Linked DNA regions of Sus scrofa: region 1 is linked to region 2. A link is a contact called in public Hi-C data. All regions are on one chromosome and are shown on one strand. The core of a region is the stretch at or near the end of the contact, and the rest is flanking DNA. Distances in the headings are between cores, read along the strand shown. Region 1 holds the start of PCDH9 (protocadherin-9). Region 2 overlaps PCDH9 (protocadherin-9).

Evidence for each region. Hi-C and Micro-C count contacts between places; a contact is called where the count stands out from the background.
Region 1: a contact with region 2 is called in a Hi-C map of embryonic fibroblasts, with 2.1 times the contacts expected there. The contact joins the promoter of PCDH9 here to the enhancer-like site in region 2. A contact is called at or near these places in 17 of 47 Hi-C or Micro-C datasets (alveolar macrophages, embryonic fibroblasts, fetal heart ventricle and 11 more) and 1 of 2 datasets of contacts at active chromatin or transcription factors (skeletal muscle).

The regions. Positions count from the first base shown.
Region 1 is chr11:39,452,566-39,456,747 of Sscrofa11.1, reverse strand. PCDH9 (protocadherin-9) reads left to right here and starts at 1,582. Exons shown (of 4, transcript XM_021065365.1): 1 at 1,582-3,068.
Region 2 is chr11:38,830,196-38,834,755 of Sscrofa11.1, reverse strand. The region is part of intron 2 of PCDH9 (protocadherin-9); the gene reads left to right. Among named protein-coding and RNA genes, the nearest start is that of PCDH9, 620 kb to the left of the region's middle. Within about 2 kb of position 1,280, at least 2 of the 83 cell types and tissues checked have an H3K27ac peak or open chromatin away from gene starts, as enhancers often do. A contact at or near this core is called in embryonic fibroblasts, where this site is marked.

The DNA.
Region 1 (4,182 bases), core at 333-2,832, 620 kb before region 2:
TATATCTACTTCATTTTGAGGCTTTGACCTGCGATGTCTGTTAATTGAAGCCTCATAGACATGTCTTATCATGTGATGATATATTTTTTCTTCCATAACCTCTACCATTGTTCATACTAAGATTTCATTTATGAGCTTAGGGTAATAATGGGTTCTGACTACCAAGAAAATCTACCCCTTCGCAAACAGAAACAATTCTACTTAGGAATAATGTTAAACAATTATTGCTAAGCTATGTGCTGCCACTACAACATGACTTTGAAATGACTACAGTATGATTAGAATAAGAGTGTAATATAACTGTGATGCTTACAAAATGAACTGGAAAGTGACTGTGCTGATATGTTTATTGTAATATATCAGAAGGATGGTTCATTTATTATTTTAAACTAGTTCAGATCACAAAATAGGTGACAATTGGAACAATGCACTCGCTTAAATGGTACATTTTGTGAATGGCAAAATGAACATTCACTGTGGTAAGATAAAAATATCTTCCTTGAATTCACTCACATTATTGTAGAAGTTAATATTTTTGTATTGACTTTTAGATACTTAAGCAGTCCTTTTTAAAACTGTATATATTCTAATCATACAAAATACTATCATAGGAGTTGTTTAGCTATTTCAAAACAGTGTCAACCTATGGCTTGCTAGAAACCTGTTTTATATTTCACACATAAGGGATTAATGTATTTTACACTGGGTTTATAGGCACTGCACTTATAAAAAAAAAAAGAGCTTATAGTCTCAGAGTGGGGAAATTGCAATGTCAAATGTGTTGGTTAAATTAAGGGATTATTTATAGAATATCTAAATTTAGTAGATTTCCGTAGTAATTTTTTTCTTTTTACTTTTAAATATCTAAAAATAAGTGTTCATATTTAAAAAGGAAAGCCATTGTATTCAAAAACAAGAGGTGTTCCTGAAACTCCATCCCAGTGCATAACTATATGAAGAGCCTTTATGGCATCTTCAGGCCAGTATAGAATGGGGAACACGGAGGTTTAAAATAAATGCCCTTTATCCTCCCTGTAAGTTAGAATAAGTTATTCAATCATGCATTAAGACCTTCTTAGACCTTTATAGGTCATGCTAAAAAATAATTTTTTGTTGTTGTTCCAAGTGAACTGTTATTATTAATGCCTCAAATTTTACTCAGGTATCTGGCGTCGTAGGTACAACCCATTGCACAAATCTTCGTGGTTTACTGATTTTAAAAGATCAGTCAAATATAGATAAGTGCTTTCAGGGCCAATATTTATGGTATAAACTAATCCTTTTGAGAGTTATTCTATCCGGCTCTTGAATGAAAATGAGAAACGTATGAGGATACTCGACGGAAGAGGAGTCACAGAAATGAACTGCACAGGAAAGCCAAGTACTACAGGTAAAGTTGGAATCCTCAGACAGTGTTAATGGGAAAGGAAATATGTTCCTCAGCTTGGGGAGCAGCTGGACGGGACTCCTCCCAGCCTCTCCCAAGTAAAGTTTGCAGATAGGTGAGCTGAAGCGGCTTTTGCCGCAGCCACGCGTCCGGGCGAGCTCTGTTTCGTAGGTTTCTGGGCGCTGCGGGAGCAGAAGTGCAAGGTCAGCCTTGATCAGCCGCCGCGGCCTGTCACACTCCCGGGTAGGAGACTTCTCTCCGCACAGCGGACAGGCCTAGGGCTGACTACGGGGATCCCAGAAGCTGTCATTTTCCCTTTCTCCCGGCAGCTTCCGTCACCCAGCAAGTAGGGAGTGCTCAAAGTAATTTTCTCTCCGGTCTTGAAGGAGATTCAAATATCCTCTGTCCCGACCTTTCCTATCCGCCCTCTCTGCCTTTCCGGCCAGAGTCCCCGCCAGCAAAAGCCTCTAGTTGCAGCACCGGGCGTGTAGTCCATTTAACGCGCTCCGGGGATCTGCTGGCCCCTGCTTCCCTCCGAGGGGCGACGGAGTGTTTCGCTCCTCGGACCCCGGGTGGTCTCTCTCCGATCTCTGCATTTTGGTCCCTCGATTTAGCAAAGAGAAGTGCGGGATGTGCGTCGGCAACCGGGCCGCCTCGGCATCCCCCATCCGCCCTCCGCGGTGCCCGAGGCTCCAGGGTCTGCGCCCCGCACGCCCTGCCGGCTTCCCGCGCTGCCTCTGGTCGAGCGACTGCCGGGGCTCGGCTGCTCGCTACACGGAGCCACTCCGAGCAGCCGCCAGCCCTTATGCGCCCGTGACAGCCCTGTCCTCGCGGGTCTGGGGAGCGCCGCCGCTTCCTTCCCCGACCGGCCCATGCTGGGCATGCTCAGTGCGCCTCCTGGAATCCAGCTCTCCCGGGGCTGGGATCGTGACTCCGGGTTTTCGTGACTGCCAAAGGGGCGATGGGGAGGGGAGGCTGGAAGACAGTCAGCGCCTTGTTCCGCGCCCGGCTGTGGCCGCCCGCACCGCAAGATACGGGCCAATCAGGGGGCAGGGGCGGGGCTCAGTTCGTCACGCCCTCCCTCTGGGCTTATTGAGAGTTATATCAAGAAATTCAGTTCAGAGAGAGGAGAGAGGAGAGGGAGAAGGAGAGAGGGGCAGAGGAGAAGGGAGAGAGGGAGAGCATGCCAGACAGGAAGGAGCACCCTAGAGTCTCTGAAGCCCGAGAGAGATAACCAATTAGGAATTTTTCAGGCAACTGTCACCCGGAGATCATCCAGAGAATCACCATCACCCCAACTCTGACGTTTCCTACAAGAAGTTAAGAGACTTGAGCAGTATTGACATCGGAGGGAAATGGTATGCTTGATGCTGTGGAAAATATCCCTGAGCTGAAGAAGTGCAATTGGATGTTGTGTGTGTGTTAAATACCAGAAGAGCTCAGACCCCGTGGGTAATAGAGACGAAATGTGGAGAGAATGACTAACGACAAATCTGTGAATTTGTTTTCTGGAGTTGCTAATTTGCCAGCCCGAAGCAACACATTTTACAAAGAGGAAACGTTTTGCTGCTTCTGATTTCTCCCCAAACTGGTGCTACCAGATGCATGGCTTTCTATGTGTTGGAACAGATCATTCCTAACTGCAGCATACCGGGAAAGGGGAAAGGTTGAGGCAACTAACGTAAGTGTAAAGTTTCGCATGCACAATTGTACATTTTGTGTTTAGATATGTCCTCGGTGTAGACGATAGATGTTTGTAATTGGGTAGACGGTTGGGGCAGAGCTCACCTACTAGGCTGTATCTGCATCCCTACCTGCATCACTCTGCCGGAACTAATCGCGGGCATCAGCTACCGTGCAGCCTAATGCAGATAAGATTAGAGCCTGGGAACTGACCAGTTCTACTCAAGTAGGTAGCTGCTTGGAACCTTGCACCCATGTAAATTGCAGTTGGGGGGCATCTAAACAGAAGGCTTTTTACCTGCATTACTGAGTTGCAGTATTTACGTGTGGCAGATGTTACTAATACTATAACCAGAGATCGGGGGTTAAGAAACTGCAATTTTTTCCCTCTTTTATGCTCAGTAGAAAATATTGTGCTATTACATGGAAATGTTAGCTGCGTTTCACTTGTATCTTGGCACTCTCTTCCACCTCTAGGATAAATAATCCTATATTATTATATATATTCTAAAAGTTTTAATGCGTTTATTAATTCTAATGGGGCTAATTTGGCAACATGGAGAAATGAAAGCAAGGTTTGGGTAAGAAATTGGAGGTCTTGGTATTGTGATTTGAGGTTATGTAGTGGCCGGCGACTATTGCTTCTGATGCTGCAGCAGCATGTCCGGATGCTTGTTTCTCAGTAAAATTGTATTAGAAGGCAGTTGAAGAACTGGGAGGAAAGAAAAAGAGTCTTTTCAGAAGAAAAAGATGACTCAGTGTGGCAGAGACAAAAACACATCACATTTAACATGTGACAAAGCAATTAGCAGGAACCGTAGCTAAATACTTAGTGTTTTTCACTTGCTCCTAAAAAAACTAAGGGAGGTAGGTTAGAAGCCAGGAGGCGGGTAAGACGGGGGAGGGGAAATAAAAGCAAGAATGAATGTTTTGAATTAAACAGTGTCCTGAAACTAGTGTGGATTGAGGTAAAAATAGCAGCTGTCCTTAATTCAAAAGTGGATAATTTCATTTTCTCTGGGCAAATGCAACAATCAGGGGATATTTAGTGTTTTTATGCACAGAGTTAACTTGCAAACAGTGAAAGAGCAAACTGCCATGTTTACTAATAT
Region 2 (4,560 bases), core at 31-2,530:
ATTTTGATTAAGGGGTAAAGAACCATTCAGGTTTATAGGATCCATGAGGACGTGGGTTCAATCCTTGGCCTCACTCAGTGGGTTAAGGATCCCGCATTGCCATGAGCTGTGGTGTAGGTTGCAGATGTGGCATGGATCCTGTGTTGCTTTGGTTCTGGTGTAGGCTGGGAGCTCCAGCTCCAACTGGACTTCCTGCCTGGAAACTTTCATATGCCATGGGCATAGCCCTAAAAAGTAAAAATAAATAAATAAATAAATAAATAAATAAATGTCAATCATTAACTGATAAATTTGTTTATTTGACTTATGATAATTGGATTAGTACTAGATTCATTCTATCTTGTGGTTTGAGGAAAAGCAAGGATCTTTCATTGCAATGATGAAAAAGCTAGGTAAAGAAATTAAAAAAAAAAAAAGTTTTTTCCTTTGTGGCTCATCAGGTTAAGAACTTCTTGTTAGTCTCCATGAGGATGTGGGCTGATACCTGGCCTTGTTCAGTGGGTTAAGAATCCAGTGTTGCAGTGGCAGTTGTGTAGGCCTCAGGTACAGCTCCTATTCGACTCATAGCCAGAAACTTACATATACTTCAGGTGTGGCCATAAAAAAACAAAAAAATTAAAAAATGGAAGTTAGAGTAGCAGCTCAGTGCTAGAAGATTGTTTGGCATTCCTTAGCTCAATAGAAAGCCCAGCTACCCTCTACCAGATTTCTCCTTTCTCTTGGACTATATCTCATATGCTATAAGTGATGAAGAGGGATACTTAAAACTTAGAATATAAATATAATGTATAGAAATTTTAGGGTAGTCAAAATACTAAATATTTTAAATATCATAATTTCATGATCAAGTAGCACCACTTTAAATACTGAGTCAGATATTAGCTTATGCATATTCACATCCTAAAACGCATTAACAATAATACAATTAAACTAGGTAAACTCTTTACCAATCTGATTTTTACACTTAACCTTAATTACAAATATTTTCTATATCATTAAACATTAATGTAATTTGAAATATTGTGAATGATTCAATAGTATGCTATTACACAAGTTATTAATTAGTTGCTTAGTAGACATTTCACTCTACTGCAACTTTTTGATATTTTATGCAAAAATACAGTGTATCTTACTACTAAATTTTTGCACGTGGGAATCCTTCTATGTTAATGGGACTGGGATTGTAGGCTTGGATGTGAGTCATTTATTGAGTCATTTATTGAAAAATAATATCCTATACCAGTAAGAAACACACAAGAGGAGCATTAAAGCAATGATGGGGATTCTTAGGTGACTCATTTTTTTCAGTGACTCATGAAGAACAGTGCCCAGTGAAGGAACATTTGTATTTTCCAAGGGCATATTGAATTTTAACTCTCTTCATACTAACCAACAAGAAAAAATTATTGTAAAAGTTCTTGGTGATATTTATCAAATCTAACCAGTGTGTCACCTTCCGACCTGTAGGAATCTGAACATACCTATATTTGTATATGTGTCCTTATATGCTGGTATAGAGTACGGCCCCTGGTGGAAGCTTCGCCTGGTCAGAAACCATACTGGCAGTTCAAGACAAAACAACACGGAGATGCCTGGTAGTTTTTGTTCCATCTTATTCTTTCTTGGGGCAGCCTGAGACTTGGAGCTAACCTGTCAGTGATAAGTCAGATAAACAAATGTGACATTCAAACCATCAACCAGGCACAGCCAAAAATACTAATAATGTTTCCCACGGGAGTGGGTAAGAAATAGGTGTAGGAAAACAAAATGTAGGTGCCCAGGCATTGGAAAATCTGAAGTAGTCTCATGACAACGTGCGTTGTCCCAATTCAGTCAGGCAGGACTACACTATATTTATAACCCAAATTGGGCACATTTCCTTGGGGATAACCCAAAAGTAAAATTCCCAGAGGCAGTAAAGAAAAAGTTCTCCCTTTTTCTCTTTGAATATAAAAACAGTTATAGACTTCTTAAGAGACTAGTGGGAAAAACTTCAGTTTCTCTGAGGAGAAGCCCTGTGCTCTAAGCAGTTGGTCTTCATCCCTCACTCACACTGAGAGTAACTTCCCCTCAGAGATGCTCTGGGCTGACACATCTACAGGTGCACTGTGAGGCATGCCAAGATTCTGCAAATCTCTCATAAAAAAAAAAACAAAACAGTATTTTTTTCCTGGGGTGAAGGATTCACATCTTTATAACTAGTTAAATACTATGAATAGCCACAGAAATTACGATAGAATATGTAGCATCAATTTCAAGATTTATAGCTACCTTTTATTGAGTATCTACTATGTATTATGTATCATATACCAAGAACACTAATTTTACCTGTTTGAGCTTTACAACACTCCTATGCTGAAGGCACTGTTTTCTCCATTTCACAAGGCCAGGAACTTGTTCAATGACATAAAATTCTTGCCTAAGGCCAGGCTCTATACAGAGCAAGGGCCCACAGCCAGCAGTTGTCTGGCTCCTCACCTGGGGCTCTTTGGCAAAACCTGAATAAGTGCCATTGAGTCCTTTACTTAAACCTCCATGATCTTCGATTTTTCTCCATTTTAATTTATCCAAATATTCTCCCTCTACCTACCTTGATATTTCAGATTTTCTGCTGCTTGCATCAGTAATTATGATGAATAAGTTAAAGACTGATTTGCTTGATCAATTTGCTTTGTACATGTTGCAATTCATAGTCCATATGCATCAACACTCTTATCTCCCATTACACTGATAAATTGGGCACAATTTTTGCTAATTAAGGTTTAAACATCTTTGAGTCAAATTAATTAGGAAATATTTCCATAAGCCACAGTAGTTTACACATTGTATCACTCTAATTTACAGGGTCTTACTGCAAATAAATCACACTAGATTTATATCTCTTATTCTCACATACAATGATAAAGAAAAATCATAGTATAGTATATGAGAGATGGAATCATAAATTGTATTTGAAATAGTTGAAAAATATATATTTTTTTATTCTCAGTGTAATTACAGTATCAGGCTATGTACAGTAGGTGCTCAATAAATACTATTTCTAATGATCATACTGTGAGAACGGCTGGATTTAGATATAATCTGGTGTTACAGATTCGGACATTTCCTTGGAAAAAATATTGTAATTAAACCAACACTAATTATGTTTAAAAAGACTATCACAGATGTTAAGTTTCCTTTTTCCGTCTGTCTATGAAACAAATATTTTAAAATGGCTTCTGAAGCTTTTTCCAGAAATACCTTATAAAATTGTAGAATCAGTCACATTGTTCTATTAACTTTCTCTTGTGTTTTGACTTCCTTTTTGCTTACTTGAGGTATAACTAAGAGATATTCCTCCAGAGGTAACACAAAGATACTCTGTAATATGGACTTTTTAATAGACGAGTCACTTTTTTTCATTTTTAAAGTTATATTGAAGCATAGCTGATTTATAATGTTGTAATAGATCAATCACTTTAAAGGTGATGTTAACACATTATGATGCGCATCCTTTTTTGTGTTTATTATAAAAAAAAGAAAGTAATGAATTAAGTGCATATTCAAACAGAGAAAATACTTATATTATTGGTTTTCCCTAATGGTTTAAAAACACATGAGAAAGGAAAAATTATAACAAATAAAATCAGTAGCATGACCTTCCCTATAAAAGTTGAAATGCATTTCAGATATTAATACTCAAGTTTTCCTTGCATTTTGTGTAGCACTCACCTAGGCACCTTTCCAAATCTATTGAGGAAAAAGCAATGGTACTAATATAGTTTTGCATGAAGGTGAAATGTGCTACAATAGACTCAATTGGTAACATTTATGATTATAGTTTATGTGATATTGACATCAGTTCATTAAAAATGTACTGAACTATCCAATCATTTCACACAGGTCATTGAACAGCAATAAAGTAGTTTCAGCTTTTCTTCATTATGACTCTGAGCTGGATTTGAACCAGTGACTCACAGGAAATGGGCTATTTCTATTGTCAGTCTAGAAAAAATACATATATAGATAGCTGTATTTCTGTCTACAGCATTTTATCTCTAACAGCAATCCTTTGTTTTGAAATGGATATAATTTATAAATTGTCTCTTGAAAAGCACAAAATTTAGTAATGGCAAAGTGATTATGTTATACATTACATCTTCATATATTATATATTTTACTATTCATATGTTCATAATTTTTTAAAAATCTGAATAAAAGTAGTCACATGTGATGTGATATTGAGAGGTAGTTGGTTGTCAAAGCAGAATGAAAATTACATGCAGTCCGATATATAGCACATATTTACTATTCTCACAAATTCTGTAAGGCATATATCTCTCCACCCTATGAAGTTCTAAATATTCTCCTATCTCACAGATTGCATCAGCTGAGAGAATATTTGTCAGGCGAACTAAGCAGTTATCTGTGCTGAAATGCACAATTTTATTTAATCAAAACAGTAAAATTTATTAAAGTACCCATATACCTATTTTGGGTTACTTCTAATGGTGACATTTTGCAAATAGATGCCAGGGTAAACACTTTTCAAGAAGGATATTCTATAACAAATGACTGTTA